Linked DNA regions of Drosophila melanogaster: regions 2 and 3 are each linked to region 1. The links are chromatin contacts, called in public Hi-C and HiChIP or PLAC-seq maps. All regions are on one chromosome and are shown on one strand. The core of a region is the stretch at or near the end of the contact, and the rest is flanking DNA. Distances in the headings are between cores, read along the strand shown. Region 1 holds the start of rho-6 (rhomboid-6). Region 2 overlaps Pde1c (Phosphodiesterase 1c). Region 3 holds the start of CG17010.

Region 1 (4,952 bases), core at 1,753-4,252:
TTACAGACAAAAGATGAAACCGTATTGTTTGTTGTTAGTTATTAAACAAATGATATATATTTAAGAAATACATTTTCAGACTTACAAATGTATATATATTATATTATAATTCTTTATGAACCCATCTCTATCTTGTACACACATGCTAAGCCAATGAAGTGAAGCTGGTTAATATTTGCCTATGGAGCATGTTCTTCCCGAATGTCGTTATTCGCTCCATGTCGTGGTGCGAGGCTTTTCCGGGAAAGTCTTTTAAAACGCCGCCGAGTTGAAGCATGCAAATTTGATGCGCACATTAGATTAGTTTATTGTAGTGCTCGGTAGTGATTGTTATTGCCTTTGGTGTCCTTAATAAAAACCGCCCAGCATTCCAGGCAAAATCTCTCTCTCGACAAGTTGTTCCCACTGCGCTTTATAGCCGGCAATCCATTGGGATTCCTTGGGGCTTCTCCGATTTAACCGATTTGGGTTGCTTTATTTTATTTTGTACTCGCTCCCCTTGGCGGTATCAATAAAATTGCGGTCATAAACTGCGACCGTAATGGTCTTCAAAGTCTGCCACGCCCCCTTTGCACCCAGCCCCTTTTGGGTCTGGAATGCCTGCCAGCAAGTCACTCAATCATGTGGCACACTTAGTTGCCTCGCTCACAATTTTCCCCCCGACTTATTTTGGCTTTCAGCTTATTTTTGTATTTTGCCGCTCTGTAATGAGCTTGTTTGCCCAAGATTTTGGTCGAAAGATTTGCCTAAACGTTTTCTGCTTCCGTAAGTTAGCTGTTAGGATTCTTGGCATTTGGGATTTGGGTGCTGCTAAAGTGGAACATCTTGGTCCTGTTCGAGGCGAAACGGGCCAAGTGGGCTGGCCTCGAAATTATGTCCTTGGGGAAATGCTGGCCTGCTAAAGTGTTTCGCTTACTTGCAACATAAGAGTTTCATCATTTGATAAGTCCTAAGTGCTGATTAAAATACAAGTAATCAAAATATTGTTTCTCCATCATATTAATCTTGAGATGAGGCTGGCTTTAAACTTCGAAACCCAATATTTTCTTTAAATGATTGTCTAGCCACGTGATCCGCACAAATAAAGCAGCACAGACATATCAGACACATCAGCCGGGATATGTGCCTGGGGTCTGGCTTAGTAGCCAACTTTCTTGCTTTCCTTCGGCCTTGCCGCATTTGTCAGTTTGCCGTTTATAGGGTGTATCTCCCACTTTTGTGGCACGTAGCCGTTGACTGTTAATGACTTCTGGCAACACAACCAGCAAAGGAAGTTTACGACAAGCACTGAGAAAAATGCGTGCAAGTTCAGTTGCTGTTTAAGTCAGAGAATTAAGAATTAAGATGGTGTAAGGCGAGAAAATGATAAAATATTTATATTGTTTATACACAACGTAGTAAAATGAAAATTGACATCATGTAATTAAGTTACATTTCACTAGCAAAATTTAACAAACCACTGCTATTTGTGTGTCCACGGTTGTGTGTTGTGCCAAGTGTGTGTTTCCTCGTTTATGTGTTTGCTTTATCTTAGTTCAACGTAGCGTCAAACTTAACTAGCCAAACAATTATTTCCAACGCTCTTGTGCATCCCCCCCTCTCTTTCGACATTTCTATTTCGCAATGCTGCCATCTCTTTCGCATCCGCCGAGAAGCCAAAAGTGCTCTTTATTGCTTGTTACATAAATATTTCATTAAAAGCCATTCATAACCAAGCATTCGGTGTTGACAGTCGCCTCCCACCATCAACGCCCACGCCCACGCCCACCACGTGTCCAACGTAGAAAGAGACGCCTGCTGCCAAACGAAAGAGAGAGAGAAATTTTCCTCTTGCACTTTCACTTGCAGTTGAATTTGCGAACGGTTTGGTAAAGAGGATTGAAAAACAAGATTTGTGGATTTTGTTTTTATACTAGGTAAAATTCAAAACACAATAACAATTACAATTACAACACACCCATTTCGTAGGTTTAATTTTTTCTTATTTTTTAAAACATTTCGGAACTATTAAATTTGTGTTTCAATTATAATATAGTCTTGTAATTGGAATCATGGCTTATTGTACATGCTTATGTATGCGATCGCAATATTTTCATTCTGATAATGTAAAACAGCTGTTGAAATCATCAAGATAAATCTTTAGGAGAAGAAAAACCGAAAAAAAACCGAGAATGAGAAGACTGCTACAAATTGTCTCTTTTTTGTTAAAGCATAAACTTTGAAATGAGTAAAAAAAAGCTCTCTCTGAAAGCTTAATCGCTACTGCCAAGAGAGCGAGTGCTTCTCACCACATTTCTGTGTTTGTGTTTGCTCCTCGGAATTGTTGCTGCAACCTGCGTGCAACATCGCCCGCACCAAAATGTCAAATGCCAAGGAAATGTTTTTAAAATAAGAGAAAATTCTATGTAGGAAATGGTGGTATTTAAATTATATTTCAGTTGTAATTGTTATTGTAAGTGTAAAATGTAAGAAATTAACATCACAATGACACAATGACTAATAATGTACAATAATTATTTATAATATTATCCTAAATGTAACAAAATGTAATCAATGAGATTACGCGCCAACAACACTAACTACCTACCTACCCTACCAACATGTGGTCGCTAAATGAAGCTCCACTGTCACTGCCGTATCCTGGTCCTGAACCTCGTCCTGCTGCACTGGTGACGTCCAATATTTTGTAGCGCCTCGCGGCACCAGCTATCTGTCATACAATTTATTCAAACTTATTCCCTGTAAATCGTTCTATAAAAAAGTTTCAAAACATATTATACATAATAACTACCAATTTCGTAATAAAGAAAATAATATCTTGAAGTGATCTCAAGATTTTTCTTAAAATAAGATGCAGTCGAGACAAAAACCGTAGGCCGCCTAAAAGCATGCTTCTGAAAGTCCCAAAATCACTGTATTAGCACAATGCTCGCAATGATGTTGTAGGCAACCGGCGTGATTCGATCGGATCGGAATGGATCGTGGGGCATTTGAAAGAACAATCACCCACTCGGCCTAGTCGCGCGTTCAACGTTCCGTGCATCGGTTGTCGCCGCCGACTTCGAATCGCATTATGTCTGCCCAAGTGGAGAGCAATGGTGCCAGTGAAAGTAATAACAATTGCGTCAAGGATGTCAGGCTCCTGCTGCTGCCGGAGAATTCCACGGATTCGGATGGCAATCCGGCGAGTGTCGCATTCAGTGCGGAATCGCACAAGAAATTCATTGATGACCTGACACGAACCATTGACGTGGGCCATGTGAGGAGGAAGCGATTGTGGCGGGTGCCCTGGTTTATTTTGCTGATGAGTTTTGTGCAGGTTCGATTTTATGCAGTTGCTCCACTTGTTCGATTCTCTATTATTTTGTGTTTTCCTTTTTTGTCTGCCCGTCAACGTGGCGTATGAGTGATTTTGTGATGCGTGTGTTCAATTCAGAAAATCATCTATATACGATGTGTATAGATGAAAAGCCCTCCGTCAGATAAGAAATTACGTAGGCTAATAAATTACCTGTGAATGTGTCAAAGGTGAAACTATATGTGATGACTACGGCGGTGCTTATCAATGTTAAATTAATTGAGTTATGAATTCCTTAATGTGAAACGAATTTTAAAATATTAATCACAAATATAAAAACAGAGTTTAAAGAATTTTATATTCAACAAAATATTATGAACTTTGAACTGATAAGCTCTTAATTTCTTACTCATGTTTAGCTAAAAAAAAAGCTAACATAAGTGATCTACAATGTGTTTGTTTATACTCCCGCATCTTAATAAGAATCTTTTTACTTGATTTGTTTTAAACAAAACATTTCGTTTGCTTTTGTTTTGTTTATCCGTGTATGGTGCCATTGTGTGAGTGCTTCGTAAATAATTGCTTTTCAATTCATATGAATTTTCATTCACTGGAAAATTTTTTCAATAGTTTACGTATGCGGATTTATTGCGGTTTTAACTAAGCGGAAAATAAGTGATATATTACACCAATCCATTCAATCAAAATGCACAACAAACAGACAAAATGAATGTGTTTTAAGAGGTTTTATTTAGACATCACTGATAAATTTGTCCTTTGATACAATTACTTTTCGATTTTTAGTTATTTAACGTGAATAAAAGTTGTGTTTGGGCAACATATTATAAGACAAATTAGCCATTTTAAGTTGGTCATTTGTTTTTTCTTCTATCAAGTGCTCAACCGCTTAATTGCCAATTGGCCCCTGGGAAATTGTCTTCGAAACAAAGTCCCACAAGTGTGGCCTATTTAATTTGAAACTCATTAATTAATACCTGACTGCATACCTTCATTACACACTCTGCACACTTAGTAATGCAGATCGGTGATTTGAAAGGTTTTATTGTTTGGCCCAACCCAGAAATCGATAATGATTACACAATCGAACGCGTCGCTTAGTCGTCCGATTTAGCAATATTGCCATTTTAGTCATCGGATTGATCGAGTGCTGCAACTTGGAGCTCTGGCATTTGTCATATTTGGTGGGATCGGGATGCATGTTGCACCGATTTGGTGTCACCGCCGTGTTTCTGCGGCTGCTGTCAACTCATGCGGCGCGCATTGTGCGGCATCTCAACTCAACACTCGCACTTTGCAGTTGGCCAAGTGTCGATCGATTGAGCGAAAGTGACAGCCAGTTACCATGACACTGTTCAGCAAAGTTGGGATTGCTTCGTTATGGCGAAGACAACTTACTTCTCACGATTTCAATCGAAAACTGCCACTTGCCTGAGTTTAATTCTTAACAAGAAGAAGTTATCATGAATTGCATTACTTTACTACACTTGTACATAAAATTCTAATTTTGCTTGTGAATAAGCTATATTCAAATTCCAAATATTCTACCAAAGTATGTTATTACATAAAGTGTCAGATAACTACCCTAAATATATGTTGCTCTAAATTTTTTCAAGTTCCATGCAGTATGGTGCAA
Region 2 (4,952 bases), core at 1,576-4,075, 230 kb after region 1:
CCGTAAAAATTCGTTAGAAAGCAAACCCATAATTTAATGGAGTCGTTTTGGAAAACTGTTGTCAGCTAACTATAAAACAAAATAGAAGTGAATTTGACAGAATGTTTATATAGAAGCAGCCATAGTTCTAAATGGAAATTATAACGTTAAAGACATAATTTAATATATAACATTCACATGATCATTTTTTGAAGTGTTGTGGTTATAATACATTTAGTTGTCGATACGCGCTAGTTTTTTACTATGTAAATTATACAATTATTTTAATAAATTTATAAATATTTTGTCCAAGCATTGTTCACAATTTTCCGAATTTTTTAAAGTGTTTTGACATTTGTGCAACATTTTGACCACTTGTTATGTTATGCATGTTGTCTTTTCGCATTATTTTTGGCCGGCCCAAGCTGGCATGGCAATTTGTCTTGCACATTTTTGGTGTTTCACTTTTTTTGTTTTCCGCCTTTTTTCCTCTTTCAAATTGTTTTGTTTTCGCTTTTCCGAGCTCTAATTGCTGCGGCTGTTGCTGCTGGGTCCGCAGCTCTCGTTGGCCCATTGTGGCAAATTATAAAAACACGAACAGCGGCGGTTACTAAGGGCGGTAGCAGCAACAACTACAACAGCAACAATAACACCTGGAGCACCGGAGAGCAGCAACAATTGTGATGTCGTCCTTGGCTGACCTTGCGCTCTACGGGACTTGCATGAAATGCTCATTATGCGCTGCCATGTGGGTGGTGGGTGGTGGGTGGTGGCAGTTGTTGGGGAAAAGCGTCGAGTTGCGCTTGCATTTTAATGGTAGCAATCAAAATTTCAATGCATTGTTATGAAGAGCTGGCAAAAGCAAAAACCGACCAAGGCAAAAGAGGCGGTAATAATAAGGAGCTGCTGAAAAACTTTGCGTCAAGCCAGAGGAAAATTGTGTCTGGCCTACGCTGCGTATACTTAACCTTCTAATTGGAAAGTTTACCGAAAATTATGGCCCTCTAAAAAAGAATTGTTGCAAGCTTCACTTTTACGGCAGCAACAATGAAAAAGTTCTCCAAGCTGTAATTAGACCACGCCCCTAATGGGATGGCAGAAGCTAAAAAAAAAGTAGGTACCAGAAGAGCGAAGATGGCCAGCTCAGCCCATTCCACATCCGCCCTGTGGGCGTGAGCGAAATGATGAGACAAATGAATGAGAATTTAATAGTAAAGGCAAATAAAAGCTGAGCAACTCAAGTCAAGGACCAAGGACGAAAACGGGAGCAGTTTAATTTCATCAGAAGATGATGCTTCCCTTTGTTGTAAAGGAGCGCGGGACAGATGTGTAAGCACATCAGCAAATGCCTGATGATAAAATAAAATGCCAAATGTGCTCACATTATTCAAATGTCATGATAGGATAGTCTTCTAGTGGAATACACAAGCAGTGGAGGCAGTGGGCCAGATAGCACAGCTTGAGACCGAGGAGACTCCATCCATTCCGCTCTACGCAGTTCCACTCAACTCGACTTGACTTGTGGCCAACATGCGAGACTTGATATCCAGCTAGATATATGGCAAGGGACAACCACAATATTTAAGACCATCGGGGAAGTGGGACACCATTGCAGAAATTTGAACTATAATTTGCCGTGAAATTTGCAATTTAAAAGACTAGAAAGAGAGTAAGTGGCTCACAAAGCAACAAAGAAAGCTATTAAATGGCAGATAAAAAGTTTAATTTAAAACTTTCTCTGGGGAATGCTATTTTTATAAGGAATAATATTTAATATTTTATATGAAAGAATATAAGGCTCTTATGTAGTTTAATGTAAGATATTTAAAATGTGGGAGAGAAAATTTGGAAAAATATTTGTTTCCCCTTAAGTCTGTACGATTTATTAAAACCTAAAATGAATCTTAAGGCATCAAAAAATATTCAACGAATATTTAGATGTCGTAAAATGATATTGTATACGTGAGCAAAGTAAATAGAAAATTTCGTTTGCAACATAAACGAATACCAACAATTCAGATATTTTAAAAATATATGTGTTAAGAGCATGTCAGAAAACATTCAAGTTATCAATTAAGATGTTTTCATATTCATTTGATAGTAATTTCACTGCAATGCAATCTACTCAAAACGTTGAAAGGCATTCCCTTAATTATGGATCACAAAACACTACTCCCCCTGACAACTTTTTCAATTAGAACTGTGCATATCTTAGCAGGGACATTATTTTTCGAAAAACAAACCATCAACATGTAAATGTACATACTTTAACTTAGTTGAGGCAGCTGCTCAAATCTCGTTTATACGACCACCCAATAAATGTTTTTATTGGAGCATTTTCGGCACTTGCAGAGCAGATTGAATGTGAGAAATGGGACAGAGTGAGTGAGTAGAGGATTGGGTCAAATCCTTTATGGCTGATCCGAGGAAAAAAAACCCATTCCGATGATGTCTGCTCGCATTCAGTAAGGAGCCTTTGTTTTGTTTCTTTATTTAGCATGCGGAATGCAGACTTTGGATGACAAGGCATAAATAACTAAACACCTGCAGAATGTTGGGAGACAAGGACTCCTTTAACTTTTCCTAATCTTTTTTTTCGGTTTTTTTTTTCTTTTTTTTGTATATGTTTTGTTTTCGGCTGTCCTCGGTCGTTTGTCGTGTCTGCAGTAGCATTATAAATCACACACGACTCGTCTGCGTTACACCAAACATTTGTCAATATATCCTTGGCGCAGGGACTAACCAAAAGAATGCCTTCAGATTTACAACCAAAAGGAACTTGGTATTTTGAGAGGCGCCATCCTGCGGCTCGTAGTGAAAGCTAAACTAAAGAGTTTCTGAGCTTTGCGTGGTGAAAAGCTTTGGCAGTTAAGAGACTAAAAGTGGTCCTTTTTAATCAGCTGTTGCAGGAGATAAGCAAAACATATGCACATAGTAATCAATAGTGAACTCAAGGCTATTTTGGTTGATAAGATATGTAGAGAATCAGAGTGCTCAAAAATCATATTTATATGTTAAATTTAAAAAATCGACATAAAAAATATGTTATGTACCAAACACTGTTACTCAATTCAGAATATTTATTTAAGACATAATTTGTATAGTTTTTATTTTTACACAAGCCATATAAATAAATGATATATATATTTATTTATTTTGCTAAATATTTACTAAGATTAAAGTGCTGGTATGAAATTACTACAAATGCCTTTAAAACTTAGTTTGCTTCTTCTGTATTGATATATTAAAATATTTAAATTAATACATATATAAGAATTAAGAGAAACATTTATGAATATATTTGATCTGCTTTAAAACTGCTAAAACGCAATAACTGAAATGTAAGCAAATATTGACCTAATCTATAAGCGCTCTGAAACTATTTCTTGGATAAATATACTTTCTATAATTAGCCAATTGTGTGTTTTCATTTTGGCTGATAAACGTTTCAAGCATTTTCTGAGTATTTCCGCTCTTTGGTTTTCCAAGAGCTTTTATCACTGATGCTCTTGCCGGAGAGCTTCCGCTCTTGAAATGCTCGCTCTTCCTCTTCGGAGGACCAACACAGAGCCAGCTGAGGCAAGGACATGATTTGCAGCCAGTCAGTTGATTGGCAACACGTTTGCCGGAAGGTAATACGCCCAGCCGAGGACAACAGGAAGTGCCTGCAATCGCGACTTTGCCACTTCCGAATCGGGCTCGTAGTTATCGTCCTTACGGCTTCGTTTTGGCCCAGTGTGTATGCATAGTTCGTGCGGCCCATCCAAGTGAAGTTCCTGGCTGAAATGAAAGAAAGAAAAAGTGATTCGAGTGGCAATTTTAATTACTCAGCAAATTACTAAAAAAAAATATATGCGAAGCGAAAGGAGGCAAATTGCGCTGAAAGTGGATTGTTTGGCCAAGTCAACTTGTTGCTTTGAGTCTGTTTTCAGAACCTGTTGCCCTTCTGGCTGATGGCCATCGTCAATGGGAACCACAAAAAATCGCTGGTTAACAGCAAATATTTGCACAGCAATTTGTTGGCTTTGTCCTGGTTATGCGCCTCGATAAATTAACAGCTTAATGCCCCGGTTTGGTTGCCAGCAATTAGGACATAAGGACAACTGAACTACACATTAAACACGTTTTAAATTAACAATTATGTAACCCGAAAGAGAGAAAACCTCCCGGCAAAGGACACCTGATCCTGCTGTGTGCCAAACAATAACAAAAGCGGATTAACACTTAACTCGACGGCAATGATATGACCCACCGACCTGAAACAAAACCCTTCTTCATACCTAAAACAAAAACAACAAGAAATACCCGCTGGCGTTGGCTTGACCCGAAAACCTTTTGCTCAGTCAATCTAACTGGGGTTAGGAACCCTTTTCAGGTGTTGGTCGCACTTTTACAGGGGGGTTGCGTGGAAATAAAAACTCGAAAATTACACTATGCAACAGGAAATGAGCTACAAAAGTGCAAAAACCTAGCACGAACAACAAAACCAATTTGCATAGGCCTTTGATCGTATTTGGGTAAAACAAGCCGCACAACATTTTTGATTAATTTTCATTAGAAGTTCAAAAGTTGCTACCGCCTGGCTTTTGTTGTCCAGTGCACCGAGAAGTGAGCAACCAATTGTTGTCCTTAAGCCGCAAAATTTACCCAAAGTTTATATTTGCTGGCCCTTTATTTTTATTTATGTCCGCACATATATACATATATACTCAAATATATTTCTGGACCCGGCCTCAACAATTTGCCTTTTATCCATTGCTGGTTATTCTTCATTTTTTTTATTGGTTGATGGCTTGGTAGCTTGGTATATCTGCTTTTCCGGCAGTTTCCTTTTCAGTTTCAACGCGAAAATGTTTCCAACTGAGTTGATTATACTGGGCGCAAATCAAAGGCTGCCAACGGCCGCCCTTTTGTATCCTTATATCCCGGAATCCTTAAATTTTCAACATTCTCTTTTCCACTCTTTGTTCGAT
Region 3 (4,952 bases), core at 974-3,473, 220 kb before region 1:
TCGCTTTCGAGGAAAGTTTGCAAGCAAATGCGCATATTATTCTAATACAGTCAAAAATTAACCAGAGCAACATGCTCATGTCCTGCATCCTGCCACTGTGTGTGTGTGTGTGTGGGCGAGTGTGTGGAAGTTTTTCTCGTTTATACACGCACAATTATGGCCAATTACCCTGGCCAAAACTTTGCCCAACACTGCATTCCTGCCCGCAAAAACACCTGTGCTCGGGGTGTGGGCTTTAATGTTGATGGGTTCGCCATAAGCATAATCATATTACTTGATGCTTATCCGCACTGCCCGGGGAACCAGAATGGATGGACATTGTTGAATTTCATCGAACGCCTCCGAGTAATATGCCCATTTGTATGCCCCGGAGCTTGGGGCTGCCATCTTGTGTAAACTCACCTCGGCTAATCGATGTGACCTTGTCCCGTAGCACATTCAGTGTGTGAACGGGTCCGAACTGCTCGAACATTTGGCGTAGCCTCGTCTCGTCCCAGGTCTTCGGTATTTGGCCCACGAACATCTTGATATTGTCCGCATCCGGCTGATCCTTGATCGAATCCGGGCTGGTCGATTCCATGAGCTCCATTTTGACCGAGCAGTCACGCGTGGGACTTTGGTTGCTGCAATGCAGAAACAACTTTCAAGATTAATAATTTTGTAGATGTGTTTAATTATCAAATTATTTATATTTATTTTCAATGCTACAATCTTTTTCTATTGCCCTCTCAAGCCTTTTTAACTTATACACTTATTTAATATTTTCTATGCGAATAGTTTAATGTTATGCTTTGTTGGCAGGTGGCTCATTAGCAGTCTCCACGGGTTTCACAGGAGCTTGATCTGCGGTCTCCGCAGGCTTTGGAGGTTCATCAGTGGTCTCCGCAGGCTTTGGAGGTTCATTGGAGGTTTCCACTGCTTTCGGAGGTTCCTCGGAGGTCGTTGGTGGAGGTGCTTCCACAACCGGATCCTCCGGTGGAGGAGGTGCAGGTTTTTGCGGTTCTTCCACAACTTCCTTTTGGGAGTGTGCTTCTTCGGGCGTAGGGACTACCATTGAAGGCGGTGGCGTCTTTGTTACCATATTATCATCTTCATGTTGCGGACTAGAAGGTGGAATGACACTAAACGTGGGCGTCGAATAGCATAGGTCACTTTTGGCGCTTTCCTTGCCCGGAAAACTTGGCTGAGTGCCGCGGCGGCCCATGGAGTAGGCGGCGCAGGAGTGTGCCGCACTGATATGATGTTCTGTGGACAGTTTGGGAAATCGAGCTATGTGATAGGCCAAGCTGCCCATAAAGGCATCACCGGCACCCGAGGGATCGGCCAAGTGCGGCACATCGGAGGCGGGCACATGGGTGCACATATCTTTGCTCTTCTTGGACATGTAAACGGCTCCTTGCTCGCCCATGGTAATGATCACGCTCTTGGCTCCCTTTGCGATAAGAGTTTCAGCTGCTTTTCGCGCCTGATCAGGGGTTAACACTTCTTCCATATCGGTTAGGTTGGCAGCTGCCTCTTGATTCGCAACCAGAATAGTAGGCAAGCCAATCATGGCATTTGGAATATCTTTTCGCATTGGCGACATGTGGAGCAGGGAAACCCCCTTGAACTGACGCAACGCACACATGGTGGCATTCATATCCGTTTCCAGTTGGCAGAGAAGCACCTTCGCATCCTGAAAGGACTTCTTAGCCCGGGTCACATCCTTGGCCGTGAGAAATACATTCGCACCAGCCACGTTGATCTTGTACTGATCTCCATTCTCAGAAACCGCGATTTCACTCATGCCCGTGGGATTGTTCTCCACCTGCTGGACGTGCGTCACATCAACCTCGTGCTGTTGCAGGTGGTTTAGGTAGTCATCGCCCGATTCGTCCTTGCCCAACTTGGCGACCAGGACGGTGGAGGCCCCCAATTTGGCAGCTGCCACACACTGATTGGCTCCCTTGCCACCGAAACAGGTCTCCATGTACGTTCCGGCGACAAGTTCACCGGGTTTCGGCAATTCCGGGACATATCTGAGGTAATCAATTGACAAATTAAAGATTTTCTTTTCCTATACAAAACCTACGTTATATATTCGATGTTTGCCGTCCCGAAGACAACCACATCCAGCTTCTTTCCCATTTGAAAGGGCTGCGTAAGCCGGAAATTTTGAACAAAACTTAACAGAGATTTTGGTTGGGGGAAAAATTTCTACATTTCTGACATATGACAATACAGATCACTTGACCTTTAATCTGAATGATATTTTAAGATAGTCTTCAATATGTTATTTTTAATAAACGTAGTTTCATGTGGCTGAAAAGCAAGCCTCTAGGGAAATGATTCATGTAAATTTAGCCAATTAATTTCGCATTGATGCTGAGCAGCTTGCCAACTGTTTCTTTATCGATTTAAACATGTATTTCCATTACTGGCAAATAAAGTGATAGAAATTCTCAAATGGAAGTTTGGAACTTTTTCATTGAACTTTCATGGACAACATATTGTATTGCCGACCCCACTGAGAACAACTCCTCCGCTTTCTAACTTCATTTGCTAATGACCATAAAAAAAAGAGAGGGGATAACAACAAGCTGAACCATTCGTTCTCTGTCCCTGTCTGATGCCGAGTTGGCTAACAGCATAAAATACAAATACTAATTGTTATTAGCAAACTAATCTAATCTAAAAAGTTGTAAACGTTGTTACTTTTGTTTTGTGGTTGACCAGTCTCCGACTGCGAGTTCCAGCATGATGGTTCCGTTTCCAGGGGAGGATTCGGGAATGCTGGTCCTTGAGTGACTGGGAACGCATTGAACGCTCCACTTTGAGGTCACTTTCAGTTGGTTTTTGTGTGCTGCCGAAAAAGTTTTCCCTTTTTCCCGATTTTCCCAGCCGATGTTGTTTTTGCTCCTAATGGGGGTTTATTGGGTGCTCGTGATGGTGTACGAAATTGACTTTTGGTTGGCTGTCAATTTGGCCAGGGTCTCCGTTACGGAACCGATTTGCCGTAAGCAGAAGTTGTCAAGCAGTTTGGCCAATAAATTTCGGCTCTTAATTGGCTAAGCCAGTTAGTTGAAGTCGCTGAGCGACAGCGGTATGTTGGCATTAAGTATCGCTGATATAAAGGCTTAGTTTTTATAATGGCTATGTTTTTTAGAGTGCGGAATATAAATTAAAAAATTAATTAAAATACGCAAAAATATTAAGATGTATTCCGGTATTTTTATTTATAACTATCTATTAAAAACTGTCCGCGTTGCTCTTGTTCATCTAAGATCTTTGGATATATATTTTATGTAAAGAAATAGCATTGCATACTTTCAGGCTGGCAATCGAAGTTGCCATTATATATCTGGGCAAAGTGAGTGACAAACTTCTCCCCTGCTTTGGTACATTATTAACTTAAGCTATCGCACAGAGTCATCTGAATTGATGCCATTTAGGAAATTACTTCCAATTTACTTTAAAATTTCTTCATTTTCCAATTTCCTGCGTAAGTAATACCAGCGCTTGCAGCCGCGCCATCCATCTACCCTTACTCCCATTAGCCAGTTATGAACTGCCTCCGTTCCCTGGATGAAAACCCAGCGACAGTCAGTGAAAAGCTGCGTGAAAAGCGCCGCGGCTGCCGCGGGCCATCGAATGACAAAACGAAATTAATCTATTAGAGCCGGAACGAGGATGAGCCAAATTGTCTATGTCAAGGTGATAAATTCAGGCCTGCCTGCAGGTGAATAAGCCAAAAGGGGGTCGTCGAATCACTTGGGAAAAAAGAGGGTAGGATTCCAACGTAATCCATCGCGATTCCTGTGCCTGCAGCATAAATCTCTAAGCGGAAGGCATTTACGCATCAGCGTAACTTCTCGGGTGTGTTACCATAAATTTGAAAAAAAACAAAAAATGAATTCTAAATATAAAACCAAAAAAAAAAAAGTCAGCAAGTGCTAAAGATTTCTGGCAAAAGGAGCAGCGACAGGTGTGTTGCCCCTGGAGTCGCGAAGGCAATTATTTCAGCCAGGCGCGAATCCATCGGGGAATCACGTGAACGCTCCCCGAGCACCGGCCTCCAACTAACTATCATTCTGCTCCTCCGCCGCAGTCTCCTTCGAAGTTATCCTCGTCGGTCTCTCGAGACTGCGCCTCTGCATTAATAATTCAGTCCATTTAAATGCGACCAGGCCTAATGAGAAAATCGCCTGCGGTGGGAGCTGAAGTGCGTCGCGCAAAGTGCGAAGGGAGTGGTGGTGGGTGGCAGCGGCAAATGGGGATTTGGGCCAGGACAGCAGCAGGTGTTCTCCAGCTCCGCCGCCAATGAGCTTGACGATGATGCTGATGACGATGTTGCTATCGCAGCTCAATGCGCGAATCAACAGCTTGGCCCTTGTCGAGGGCATCAAATGTCCTCGAACAGTGAGTAAACAAAAAATGTACCTTAATACCTTGAACTCATTAAAAAAGGTGTCTGAAAGTATGCTACCAGGTCATTTGAACCTACAAGTACCGTGCAAAGGCTGTGTCCTCCAGTAAATGAATCAAGATTTGGTAGCAACAGTTTGGATATCAAGCTACAAAATCTATCTCTCAACATCATAAAATATATATATTTTCATTCTACTTTTTTAAGACTTCATTTTATAACTTTATTCGTAACCACTGTGCAGTGTGGCGACATGGCCATGACGTGGCACTTAATTTATGATGGCAGTTTGTTATGCCGCGCCCGTCACAACAAAAACAAACAGCTGAAAGCTAGAGGACACAAAAAGTATATATACTATATTTACAAGAAGTCGGGGTGGATGGATAAGGCAGCAGACTCCCTGCGTTGGTCACAGGCCGTATAAAAATGACCCAACATAAATTTAATCATTTCAGCTTTATTATTTAATGGTCGCGCACGACAGTGGAGAAAGTCGGATAGATAGATAGATAGATGGTAGTAACGTTTGGCAGAAAAGAGTCCA

Evidence for each region. Hi-C and Micro-C count contacts between places; a contact is called where the count stands out from the background. HiChIP or PLAC-seq counts read pairs in DNA pulled down with a chosen protein or histone mark.
Region 2: a contact with region 1 is called in a Hi-C map of the Kc167 cell line, with 3 times the contacts expected there. The contact joins the enhancer-like site here to the promoter of rho-6 in region 1. A contact is called at or near these places in 11 of 107 Hi-C or Micro-C datasets (the Kc167 cell line, the OSC cell line, the S2 cell line and 4 more).
Region 3: a CP190 HiChIP or PLAC-seq map of the Kc167 cell line shows a contact between it and region 1, with 7 times the contacts expected there. The contact joins the promoter of CG17010 here to the promoter of rho-6 in region 1. A contact is called at or near these places in 6 of 107 Hi-C or Micro-C datasets (the D17-c3 cell line, the Kc167 cell line, cellular blastoderm embryo and 2 more) and 2 of 6 datasets of contacts at active chromatin or transcription factors (both in the Kc167 cell line).

What each region holds. Positions count from the first base shown.
Region 1 is chr2L:12,131,461-12,136,412 of dm6, reverse strand. rho-6 (rhomboid-6) reads left to right here and starts at 3,002. Exons shown (of 4, transcript NM_176024.3): 1 at 3,002-3,319. The coding sequence starts at 3,074.
Region 2 is chr2L:11,902,219-11,907,170 of dm6, reverse strand. All of the region lies in intron 3 of Pde1c (Phosphodiesterase 1c), which reads left to right. Among named protein-coding and RNA genes, the nearest start is that of Pde1c, 24 kb to the left of the region's middle. Within about 2 kb of position 2,825, at least 16 of the 39 cell types and tissues checked have an H3K27ac peak or open chromatin away from gene starts, as enhancers often do. A contact at or near this core is called in the Kc167 cell line, the S2 cell line and gut, where this site is marked.
Region 3 is chr2L:12,353,712-12,358,663 of dm6, reverse strand. It overlaps CG17010, which reads right to left and starts at 2,223. Exons shown (of 2, transcript NM_135716.3): 1 at 2,072-2,223; 2 at 758-2,018. The coding sequence starts at 2,127. The coding sequence ends at 785. It overlaps bru2 (bruno 2), which reads right to left. Exons shown (of 9, transcript NM_176025.3): 3 at 403-623.